Linked DNA regions of Danio rerio: region 2 is linked to region 1. A link is a contact called in public Micro-C data. All regions are on one chromosome and are shown on one strand. The core of a region is the stretch at or near the end of the contact, and the rest is flanking DNA. Distances in the headings are between cores, read along the strand shown.

Region 1 (6,111 bases), core at 1,954-4,453:
TTTTAATAGTTAAAAAGTGATGATTTGTGCATGTTAGTGTCGTATTTTACAGTAAAAAAAAAAAAACTTTTAATAAACAGCCAGTACAATTTTTGTTTAAAATATCAACAGAACAACATCAAAAGTGGACCAAGCAGCGATCCTATATTGCAATTCACAACCATGAATAAATGGGAAACTGTTCATGTTTACAGTGTGGTATTAAACTTTTAATAACGTTTTTCTTCTGTTGAATGAGATATTTTGAAGGATGTTAGTTAAAAAGCAGCCATAGAGATCTATAGTAATAAAAAAAATTACTATGGAAGTCAATGGCTGCTTTATGTAGCATTCTTCTGTACATCATCTTTAGTGTTTAACACAAGAAAACAAAAACTTTAAAAGTTTTTGCACAAGTGTAGGACGATAATGATGACAGTATTCTTTTTTGGGTGAACTATCTCTTTATTTCTTGTTCATGTACACTATTTTACAGGTGAAGAGAGTAAAATAAATAGCTAAACAAATACATAAAAATGCTAACTTTTTTTTGTATTACCAGTTTGTTAAAATGTTATGTTTAAATAAGCAAATGGGGCATTTTTTCATAAAATGTGCACATTTTTGGCCCCTGAGAACACTCCTCTCAACATATAAAAAATCTCCCTCTCTAAAAAATGTTTGTACAATATAAAGGCTGGAGTGTTTTATGGTTTATGGTTTAGTTCCAGAGGAAAAAAAATTGCGGAAAAAGGTCTTTAAAAAAATGTATTGTAACTGACATTGACAGAACGATTTAGAAAAGAAAGGTTTTCTTAACATCAGACACTGTTTGAAATGCCCAAAACCTAAATACTGACAGATGAAAAGTCTGTACTTTTCCCTTCCTGTGAGACCTTGTAGTGTCTGATATTAAAGATGTATCAAGCATAGAATTTGTTTCATGGAAAAAAACAACAACATCTGAGTGGGTCTTTAAGCACTGGAGTGTGAAAATGAGTTTTGAGTGATGCAAAACATGTTAAACTAAAACACTGAAAACAAATTATTGGTGCAAGCAGATAAATGAGTGAATACCAAAAGAACACACTCATTATCATTGTAATCTGCATAATGCAAAAATTTCAGCTCATTACTTCTGCTAAAAATGTTGATTACAGGACCATCATCTCAACCTCGCAGCATGTGAACATTCATGAGAAAATCAAAATGAGAAACGAAGTTATTTGATTATTGAAATGTCTAATTAAAGACTCGGTGAGGAATAAAGTCACTTGCCTGTAAGACTGTTGTTGTGTTTCGTTTAAACAGCACATGAGCGAGTCTGCGTGGCATCTTTTTAACAGCAGAGGGCACAATTAGGAGACACGCTCCTGAGGAAAGGGCCAAAAACACCTCCACCACAGATGGGTCAAAGGTTAATGGAGACGACAGGAACACGACGTCTTCTGGAGTCATCTTAAAGACAGAGCTGTTGAGAAGTAAAAAAAAAGAAGTAAATTAAAAATGACTTCTGCTATCTCACAATATTAATTTGAAAAGAACAGTCGAGGCGACAGTGCTCGACGACTGAGCCACCACGCTGCTCTACTTTAGCTTTATTTCAAATGTTTTCAATACTTTTATTCATTACTGTAATTGTTTTACTATATATAATCAAGAAGTATTCTAAAAATGCTTGAAATAGGACTGTTACACCAAATATTTTCAACTTAAGTGTCACGTCAATGTAAAAGGACTTCTTCAATAATAAATAAAATTGGACAATGATTAGCTTAGCCAGACGCTGCATTCCAAACAGGATATTTCAGCTGCTCAGATGGGCACTTTGGAGTGAAAAAATATCATGGCCACCATATTTAAGTGTCATTCCAAGCAGAAGTGGTCAAAGCTGGTCACTTCAAAGGGCTCTTTGGAATGAAGTATTTTAAAAGGTACAACTGATGGACACTTCGGGCCATGATTCTATGTGCAGGGAAGTTGATTGGTGTCACATACTGCATTTAATTTGGGAGGACTCCTCCCTATGCTCTAATAATCCCTTCAAATGTACTTCTCAAAGGAATTAGGGCTTTCTGAATAGAACCCAGCAAGAGTTTCACGGTCTAAACGTGAAACATTAGTCTGTTGTGTTTTCGGACACATTTTTATGGATAGTAGATTAGTGATTTAATACTGTTAAGTCAAATTTTAATGTATTTTTTTACAACCAGGTAAACAATTGAACACATTTGTTTAAAAAAAAAAACAAACAAACAACAAAAACACTGGATATTTACAATAGAATGCTGAATGCTGTGTTCTTACCGCAGGTGTATAATATTGGGCACAATACACCTGTGTGGGACCTTCACTATTTTAGGAAGGCCTGTTGTTCCGGATGTATGCAGAATATAAGCCAAAGGCTCCCCCTGCTGGATATTTTTGGTCACGGCAGAGCTGAAAGGCGCATCGTTCGCTTGACTGTTTTCCTTCTGCTCACTTTTTATTTTGATTAAAGTGAGTCTGTGTGAACAAAATGTTGCACATACTTCCACGGATATCAGGATAGAAAAGGCACTCTGGAATTGCTGTTGGTTACAAAATGTGCAGTTAATAACAACAATTAGAATTAATATAATATAATATAATATAATATAATATAATATAATATAATAAGCCCACATGAAGCAGCTCATTTTGTATCAAGCAGAAGCTCAATCTGCAGTTGTTGATCATTCTCAGGCTGCACTGAGGTGGTGATGCAGGATCCAGAGGTAAATATGCTGCAGGAAACTGCAGGATACTGTTTGAAGACACAATTTACAAATTATTAGCAAAAAAACTGTATTTTGATATTAACTAGCTACTAGAATAACCCATTCTAAGCAAGCATCGACACAGTGATTCGTACCCTATTATCCAGACAGGAAGAAGAACATCTGGATGGCAGAATAACCCTATTGCACCTTCATGATTCTGGACAGAGACGCGCAGTTGTGCAGTTAATTCATCTGACATGAAAATAAGTTCATCATATGTTAAAGAGACGCGCGCTGCGATGCTGCTGTCAAACGCGACAGCTCTTTTATCGCCGTGAGCGCGCGCCGCCTCGTGCACTAGCTCGTAAAGGAGTTTCGCTGTCATGTCTGAGCGAAAAATGTGTTAAATAATCATTTGATTAACTACATTGTACATTGCAATATACTAGTTCATGAGCGCCTGCAAACTAGTATACAGACGAGAGCGAATCGCTCGGTTGAGTCGAATGCTCGGTTAGAACAGGTTCACAGAGATTTAAATGAGTCGTTCACGAATTTAAACGAGTCTCCCTTAAATCGGTAAATCGCGGTAATCAATCTTTAAAATCATGGAACTGATTGCTACTTCTTGTCCACAATTTACTTTAAAAACATGAGTGACTTGAGTACACATTTTTTTAAATTCAGACCCGTTTTTAAATGAACCATTCAAACGAACCGATTCGCAAAGATGACTCTGACAAATCAGTTGATAAACTCGCGCTTTAAGATGACGTTTTTTGTGTCGCTTGAAAGAACGTCCAATCAGAGATCGAGATTTTCACTCGGGAAATTCGAAAGTTTAACCGAACCGCTGCGTCAAAGCATATATTGGTCAAATAAACTTGGCTTGTAGTAGAATTTATTTATGCAACATGCCTTTATATACAGATCAGTTCAAGAGAAATAACGATGTCTTCAGAAACACAATGGAAGCGATTTTTCAAAAGGTAAGCAGTTTTAATGCAAACGTGCGTTTAAGAGAGAGAGAGAGAGAGAGCCTGTATTGGCCTAACTTTACGTTTTATCTATTTAAAAACTCACATGAAGCACTGTACGTTTAATAATATTTTTATGTGCTTTCTAGTATTCCAATCTAAGCGATGCTGGAATAGACATCTGTCTGAAAACAATGACCTGCAGGACTGGAAGAGGTAGGCGAAAATGTTGAAACTAGTAACTGATGCTTTTACTGTTGTGCTAATTTATGTGACTCATTTTGTATGGTACATTCTTATAGGTCCTGTGCCCATTGACAGTGCAGAGGGAGAACGTGAGCTGGAAGCATTAAAGGTGCAAATCAAGCGAAATTATGTCCCAAGAAGATACATTCATAGACAGTTTCTAACATGTATATTTAGCTGATTTCTACTTTTCTGGATATGATGATGATGATGATGATGATGCTACTCAGTTGTTCAAAAAGACAGCATGATCTGGTCATTTTCTATGGGTGTTTATTTTTTGGCTTCTTACATTTACCATTTCTTTCAATACATTCAGACTCGAGTTAGAGCAGACTATTCAGTGAGGGGTAAGAAACCTTTTTTTTTTTTTGTATATTGGGTCATTTAAATAAGCTGTTTTGACAATAATGCCATTTTACGTTTAATCTCTTTATCCTTTATTTTGTAGAGTTTGAAGACCAGGAAAATGATAAGGTAGGTTGAAGAGAAATTATAGAATTTGGCTCTTATTTTGACTTGATTATGATTTAACTAGATTCAGGGGCCTTTAATTGATCTATCATTGATTGAGTCCATTTATATGTCTAATCCTCACAAATGCAACCAAACTTTGACTAGGATCATGACGACAGCTCATTGACTTCTAGAATGACACAAGCAATAACAAGAGTAAATAAATCGATATATCTTCGTATTGCTTCAGCTCTGCGTGAAGTATTTCTATGTAAACAAGCCTGTATTGTAAAGTTTCTTAACTTCTGTTTTGATACTTCACCATTTTCAGATGGACATGTCAGGGGTCACCGAGGATGATCTTAACGGCTCTGGTCAACAGGAAGACAGCAAAAATCTATGTAAGAAATGAGTGTGTGTGTGTGTGTGTGTGTGTGTGTGTGTGTGTGTGTGTATATATATATATATATATATATATATATATATATATATATATATATATATATATATATATATATATATAATTTTATTTTATTTTTTTTAAATAATACTGCTACACTTAAGTAATAAATGTAAGTAAGAAAACACATCTGCAATTTTGAAGTTTACTTCTGTGATCATCATCTAGGGCACGGAGCTGAATCATTCCAGCAATCAGTGAATTTAAACACCACATCTCCTGGGTCTTTGTGGAGTGAGTTATCTTTGCCTAAGGAAGAGGATGAGGAACTGGAGAAATCTTTGAGCAGCAATGGCAGCACTCTTTTGGATGTCTATCCCAGCATGCTTAACCAGATTGGTGAAGCATACCGGCGCCAACACTTGACTGATACGGCGAGATCTGTGGTACAGAAGTATCGCCGCAATCACTGGCAAACTGGTCCAACACAGCGCAACACATCCTTCAAAAACAGACACGGCTGCACATTAAACAAAACAACAGATATCTCATTCTCCAATCAAATTCAAAGTCCAGCACAAAGAAACATCGGTAACTGTTTCAAGGGTAGTCCAAAACTACAAAATCTACTCAAGAACAAACTAAAGTCTTCTCCACTCAATATATCCTACGAGTCCAGTGCCTGTTTTTACTCACCCAGAAGGAACAGCGTAGATGTGAGCGGTGTGACGGATCAGTCTGCATGGATTGATGTAGCTTTAACCAGGAAGCCGGAGCAGAATCCTGCTCGTGTGATTGACTTCTCAACACCTTCATATTCTGGTTCCCCTTCACATAGTGACAAATCTCCAGATCTGGACCAGACCTATGATGTTGAACCAACATCTCCTGCTGTTCCAACCTTATCGATCTTGACTTCTCCACAACAAAGCAGAGCAGGTCTGTCTATTACTGACCAGAGAGAAACATCAATAATCTCCCAACTCTCCTCATTGGACAAAGACTGTTTCAGGGACCGCCTACATCCTCCTGTTCCCTCGCCTCACCGTAGCTTCATTGGTGTCTTATCTCCAAATGGGAAAAGCACCTTCAGACCAAGCATTCTGAACATGGAAAGACAAATAAACTCGATAGGAAGTCCAAACAGAAGGTCTTCTGTAATCCACCAAGAGCTTCTTAGATCTCCTTATGGTGCCAAACAGGTGCCATTTTCATCACAAAGACGACCTGTTTATGACAACACTGATCAAACTTCCTCTAAGGTAGAGAGTCGGTCCCATTTTACACCATTAAAACGCCAACGCTCTTTTTC
Region 2 (6,111 bases), core at 2,449-4,948, 240 kb before region 1:
TATAATAATAATAATAATAATAATAATCTTCTTATTCTTAACAATAATAATAATAGTATTAAAAGTAATAATGACTTGAATAATCAATTTATTTGAAACTATATACATTACATTTAATAAATGCTGCCTTGAGGAACAATGATAAAAAAAGAAAAAATAGACCCCAAACTTTTGACCAGTAGTGTGTATAAATACAGTAGAAGTCAGAATTATTAAACATGTTTATTTTTTCCCCAAATTTCTGTTTAACAGAGAGATTTCTTTAACACGTTTCTAAACATAATAGTTTTAATAACTCATTTCTAAATAATTTCTGATTTATTTTATCTTTGCCATGATGACAGTAAATAATATTGTACTATATATATATATATATATATATATATATATATATATATATATATATATATATATATATATATATATATATATATATATATATAATTAATCTGTTTATTAAACTAACATAACAAAGCAATTTTACAGAGAAATTTAAGCAAATATTATTCCCACCTCTACCCTCTACTATATTTTTCAAGACACAGGTGACGAAGGCTTAACTAGATTAATTAGGTTAACTAGGCAGGTTAGGGTAATTAGGCAAATCATTGTATATTGATGGTTTGTTTTGTAGACTATCGAAAAAAATATCGCTTAAAGGGGCTAATAATTTTGACCTTAAAATGGTGTTAAAAAATTAAAAACTGCCTTTATTCTAGCCGAAATAAAACAAATAAGACTTTCTCAACAAGAAAAAAATACTATCAGACACACTGTGAAAATTCCCTTGCTCTGTTAAACATCATTTGGGAAATATTTAAAAAGAAAAAAATTAAAGGGGGGCTAATAATTCTGACTTCTACTGTTTATGCATAAATCTAGTTATACATAATTTTTTTTAGCAAGAACAACCAATATGTATCTGTAGTTTAATAATAGATTTAAATAACTTGATCACAATGTGTCATTGTATTTTTTATTACTCTTGAGCATAACTTAAAATGCACAAAATAAAAACTGTAAATTGACCACATGGTTAATGAACTTGAAACTCTGCTTATGTAAATAACCTTGAAGTTGGAGCACATGCTAACTTTGCACTGTCATTTAATTAGGTTCAATTTATTGGCCTAGTAAGTGTGTGTTCAGCAGCCCTCGGCAGACAGCTTAAGACTTTGAACATCATGATAATGCACAATGGACAACAATATGTACCTTAACAGAGTATAAGCTTTTGTGAAGCAAGAGCACAAAGTACGTCACTCAAGTGTTAGAGGCAATTTTTTTTCATCGTATCCTGTATTAACATTTACAACATGTATTTATCAGTTGTATCACAATCTATATTGTTGTATAATTTCTAGTATACTAGTATAAAGTTTTTCTTTAAAATAATTTCAACTAAAGTTAAAGAGATAGTTTAAACCCACAACTGGAAATTCTGTCATCATTTAATCAACCTTCACTTCACACAAATTAAGATGTGTTAAAGAAAGCTATAAACCTGTAACTGCTGACTTCCATGGTATAGGAGTCAATGGTTAAAAGTACATAAAAGTTTTGGGTGATCTATCCCTTTAAATTGTGTATATATTTTATCCATTGCTTCTAAATTCACTGACTGTTATTCATGAAGTAATTGAAACAACCACTGATGTGTTTTCTCAACATAAGTCAGTAATATATTAATATAAGTAAAAGTTGAGCCTTACCTGTAATAGTAGTAAAGTGTGATGGAGATGTCATAGTGAGAGCTGGAGGATTGATGTACTTTGCTTTCACTCCTTCTTTAACCAGTTTGTCCAGATTTGGAGTGTCCACATCTTGGTCATAATCCCACCTGAAACCATCGAATGAGATCAGCAACAGCTTATTATATGTCCTCCTTTCTGACAGAGGTTTACCGTTCACACTCAGAAATAAAGCCAACACCAGCACAAGTTCTGACTTCATCTTGAGAGACTTAAGCAGAGTGAATATCAGCAAAAGCTGATCTTGGTTTTATAAGCTTTATCAGCAGACTGATAAGACAACATATGGATTTTCTGTAGTTCTCTTTTAATTTATTGTCAAACAATCACTGAAGGAACAAATCATGTTAAAGTTGTAAATCAAGTCTAAAATATGCTGTAAAGGTTTTATTTAATTGATTTACCTTTACTAATAAAAAGACAATCTAGTCTCCGCTGTCATATTTTGCAATATTTTATTCTAATTGGGCGTAAGAGGCTTTATCTTGAGAGATAGGGATGAAGCTGATATGGAGGGTAAATTTAGAGATCTGAAATATTGTTGATAATCTGATCTTAATCTTTATATGTACCAAGATATATTGAATTCAAATCATTGTCACGTATATTAAGGCATTTACATTTGTTGTATTTTGATAATGCACAACATTGCCATTCAGTTTGTAATATTTAATTATATATTTATTTTTTTTAAAACTTAAAAAGTTGTCGACAGTCAATAAAATAAACAATGCAAATAAATTGTCTCAGTTGATTTTATTACTTGTTTGTCCTGCTTTAATAAACCTTTTTCTTCTACTATTTTGATGTTTAACGGCGGTTGGCATCCATCTTCAATGGTGCATTACTCTTCTGTACTTGAGTGTGGACAAGATTTGGACAGAAATAACAACTGCTCCCTATTACTTCATAGGCTAACCAGACATTCCTCTTTCTCTCTTTAATATATATATATATATATATATATATATATATATATATATATATATATATATATATATATATATATATATATATATAGTATTTTTTCTAATATATCCTTGAGAGCACCCTTGAACTATGGAGTTATTTTTGTTTCTTTATTATTCAATCAAAATATTTAATTTTAGGGGGAAAAGTAACTACATCAGTAATTAAAAAAATAAAAGATTGCAAAAAAAAGTATTTAAAAACTTATGTAAATGCTAATAAAATATTTTAAAGTGCAAAAAATAAACTGTTGTCCTATTATGCAATTGTCATTGGACAAGTTTATTTTGCTCACTGTTTCTGCTGTCATTTATTGCACATCAAGAATCTTTGAAAAGTCTTATACCCCCATTTTCCTTAATTTATTTTAAATAAACTTTACGTCATACGTCATGACTTGAGGCCTCTTTGTTGAGAACCATAGTTTTAACGTAATGGGGTCGAATGGGGTATATGCACTCGAACTTTTAATTTTCAGCCAATTAATTTTAATTTTTTCGGTGAACTGTCTTTCCATTACAAAATCGCCACGTTTAAGATCCGTTTTCTTTTTAAAAAAAAATCAGTGATCTTCACTGCCTGTTAGTAATACGATTTGAAGTGGGTCTCTGGACAGACAAGACGCACTGCATTAAATTCCATTTCCTCTTCCGCCATGCATTAAAAATATGAACATTTATTTTACCTCAGTATTTTGATTCGAGTTTCTGCGCTCGACTGCTTGTACAGACAGCACTACGTTAGCTGTTACACGGTCAGGGAAGTTATCATCGGGAAGTTATCATCTTGTTTTATTCTTGAACAACTAAATCAAAGTTTCAGTTTATTGAACAATGTATTCTAATAACATTACGATGTCGATGCTGTAAAAGGAACCTTATAAAATATAAATAGGAAGTTTACCGTTGGCTATAAAAAAAACACTTGACTTGTATTTTAAAGCCACTAACCGGAAGCCGGAAGTTAGTGTTTTTCCGCCCATTAGAGCTGTTGTGTTCACACTGCTCTCAGGGCTGGGTCCCTGACAGCTGATGTGATATTTTGGGGGACAAAGCTCTTATTTTAATCAAATACAAGTCAAACCTTTAGAGGAAACATTTTCGTGTCTCCAGTGGATGTAATAAAGGTAAGATTCGAACAGTCGTCGCAAGTCTCTTAGCTTCCGAAAAGGGCCCTGCGCTGTTTACTGCATCAGCTGACCCTATTATTGTTATGATCTTACGTTATACCTGTGTTATTATGACAATAAACCATATACTTTTGATCCCCTGATATCTTATTAAACGTAATTTAAACGTAGATGTTATAGTAATGTTAGTAACATTAATAACGTTAATTTTCTGCTGTATTTGATTGTATGGAATTTACCTTGTTAAAAACGTTGCACTGGTGTATTTACAGAAAGTTACGTTAACATTGTGTAGAATCCCCTCTTTATCTGTTTTGTATATTTTATTACAGCTTTGCGAATGAAAATGTTCAGCTTGCATTTCTAAAACCGAATTAATGTAATGTCATCTTAACTGCATTTCTGTAATGATTCGTCCTAGTTTGTTTTGCCTTTTTGTGTTATGAAGCATCCATTATGATATAATTATCGTCTCTCTCTCTGTGACCTTTTATTTATTGCAGTTTTTACTTTGACTACAAAAAACACACTTTTGAATAACTATCAGTGTATTTTAGTAACATGGACTGTGTCGAGAATGCTTATATATTCAGAGAAAACCTTGTCTGTTCATTTACATAAGCCAGTTGTGATTTAATTTCAGGACTAATCATGACTGCCATTAAACACGCCCTTCAGAGGGATATTTTCACTCCCAATGATGAGCGCCTGTTGAGCATCGTCAATGTTTGTAAAGCAGGGAAGAAGAAGAAGAATTGTTTTCTATGTGCCACCGGTAAAGCACTGACACACACCACAGATCCAAGTCAGAGCATGTCATCATGCATCCGTTTGTTTATTTGGTGTCTTTTTGTTGTTTTCAGTGACTACAGAGCGTCCAGTGCAGGTGAAGGTGGTCAAAGTGAAGAAGTCGGATAAAGGAGATTTCTATAAGAGACAGATGGCATGGGAACTACGAGACCTGACAGAGGTTGATGCTAAAGATGCCAATAAGGTGAGAGGTTACATGAGAATCATTATAAGTGTAGCGGAGGCCAGCTAGCAAAGAGCTGTGCAGGTAAACCTCACTCCTCTGACCTCAAAACGTGCTCTAGCAACAGACGCTAGAGGTCATGGTCTTTAGTCTCCTTGTTAGACAGGGTTCATACTGTCATGGAAAACCTGGTAAAGTCATGGAATTTTGACAGTTGGAAAAGTCATGGACAACACATATCTGTATACTTTAATATAGGTTCGTTGTCTTTACTTCTTTTCTGTCCTTGGTTGATCAAATACTCTTACATTATTAGTGCAGTTTCAGCTTAAATAAATTTTACATAGACATAAATGTAAATTGGGTGTCATGGCGATGCCGTGGGTAGCACTATCGCCTCGGCTGGGTCAGTTGGCATCTCTGTGTGGAGTTTGCATGTTCTCCCTGTGTTCATGTGGGTTTCCTCGGGGTGCTCCGGTTTCCCCCACAAGTCCAAAGACATGCGCTATAGGTGAATTGGGTTAGCTAAATTGTCTGTAGTGTATGTGTGTGAATAAGTGTGTATGGATGTTTCCCAGTGATGAGTTGCAGCTGGAAGGGCATCTACTGCGTAAAACATATGCTGGATAATTTGGCAGTTCATTCCGCTGTGGCAACCCCAGATTAATAAAGGGACTAAGCCAAAAAGAAAATGAATGAATTAATAAATATAAATTGAAACTAATTTGATTGTTGCGTGTTTTAGTATATGCCGTAATAATTTTGGTATTATACAAATGTATTGTTTTTTACCATGCATATGTAGACATTGCATGAAACATTAGGTCATAAGAATTTACTTGAAAGTCTTGGGAAAAATCATGGAAAAGTCCTGGAATTTTTGTAGTAAAAATGTGTATGAAACCTTGTTAGAGCCACCGACTCCCATGCAAAAAAATCGCTGGTTCGATCCCAGCTCAGAACGGGTTGGATGGTAGGACTGGTGGGTTATATATCTGTTCAAGCATGACATAAATGCAAATAATCACATTTCTGTTACATATTGATATTATTATCTTACCGGTTGTTTGATGATGCTGGATACAGGTATATTTTAGGATTATTAATGTATTGTCATTAGTGGCTTTTGTATCATATTTTGAGATTTATTTACATTTGTAAAATAAAAAATAATAATTTTATTTATTTTTAAATGTCACTTATTTTATTTGTTGATTTGTCATTTTAGTGCTTAAACTTATTTCAGGTAGTTGCCAAAGCAACATTTTAAATTAGGATTTTCAACCTAA

Evidence for each region. Hi-C and Micro-C count contacts between places; a contact is called where the count stands out from the background.
Region 2: a Micro-C map of caudal fin shows a contact between it and region 1, with 5 times the contacts expected there. The contact joins the promoter of exoc1 here to the promoter of aasdh in region 1. A contact is called at or near these places in 2 of 18 Hi-C or Micro-C datasets (caudal fin and an unstated tissue).

The regions. Positions count from the first base shown.
Region 1 is chr20:28,318,727-28,324,837 of GRCz12tu, reverse strand. aasdh (aminoadipate-semialdehyde dehydrogenase) reads right to left here and starts at 3,203. Exons shown (of 14, transcript NM_001423801.1): 1 at 2,873-3,203; 2 at 2,644-2,764; 3 at 2,287-2,549; 4 at 1,258-1,450. The coding sequence starts at 3,105. It overlaps si:dkeyp-117h8.4, which reads left to right and starts at 3,543. Exons shown (of 10, transcript NM_001082878.1): 1 at 3,543-3,709; 2 at 3,847-3,913; 3 at 4,000-4,052; 4 at 4,263-4,293; 5 at 4,395-4,420; 6 at 4,731-4,800; 7 at 5,028-6,111. The coding sequence starts at 3,635.
Region 2 is chr20:28,560,434-28,566,544 of GRCz12tu, reverse strand. It overlaps exoc1 (exocyst complex component 1), which reads left to right and starts at 3,698. Exons shown (of 19, transcript NM_199597.1): 1 at 3,698-3,846; 2 at 4,493-4,624; 3 at 4,713-4,843. The coding sequence starts at 4,501. zgc:153896 reads right to left here and starts at 1,954. Exons shown (of 5, transcript NM_001045194.2): 1 at 1,713-1,954. The coding sequence starts at 1,953.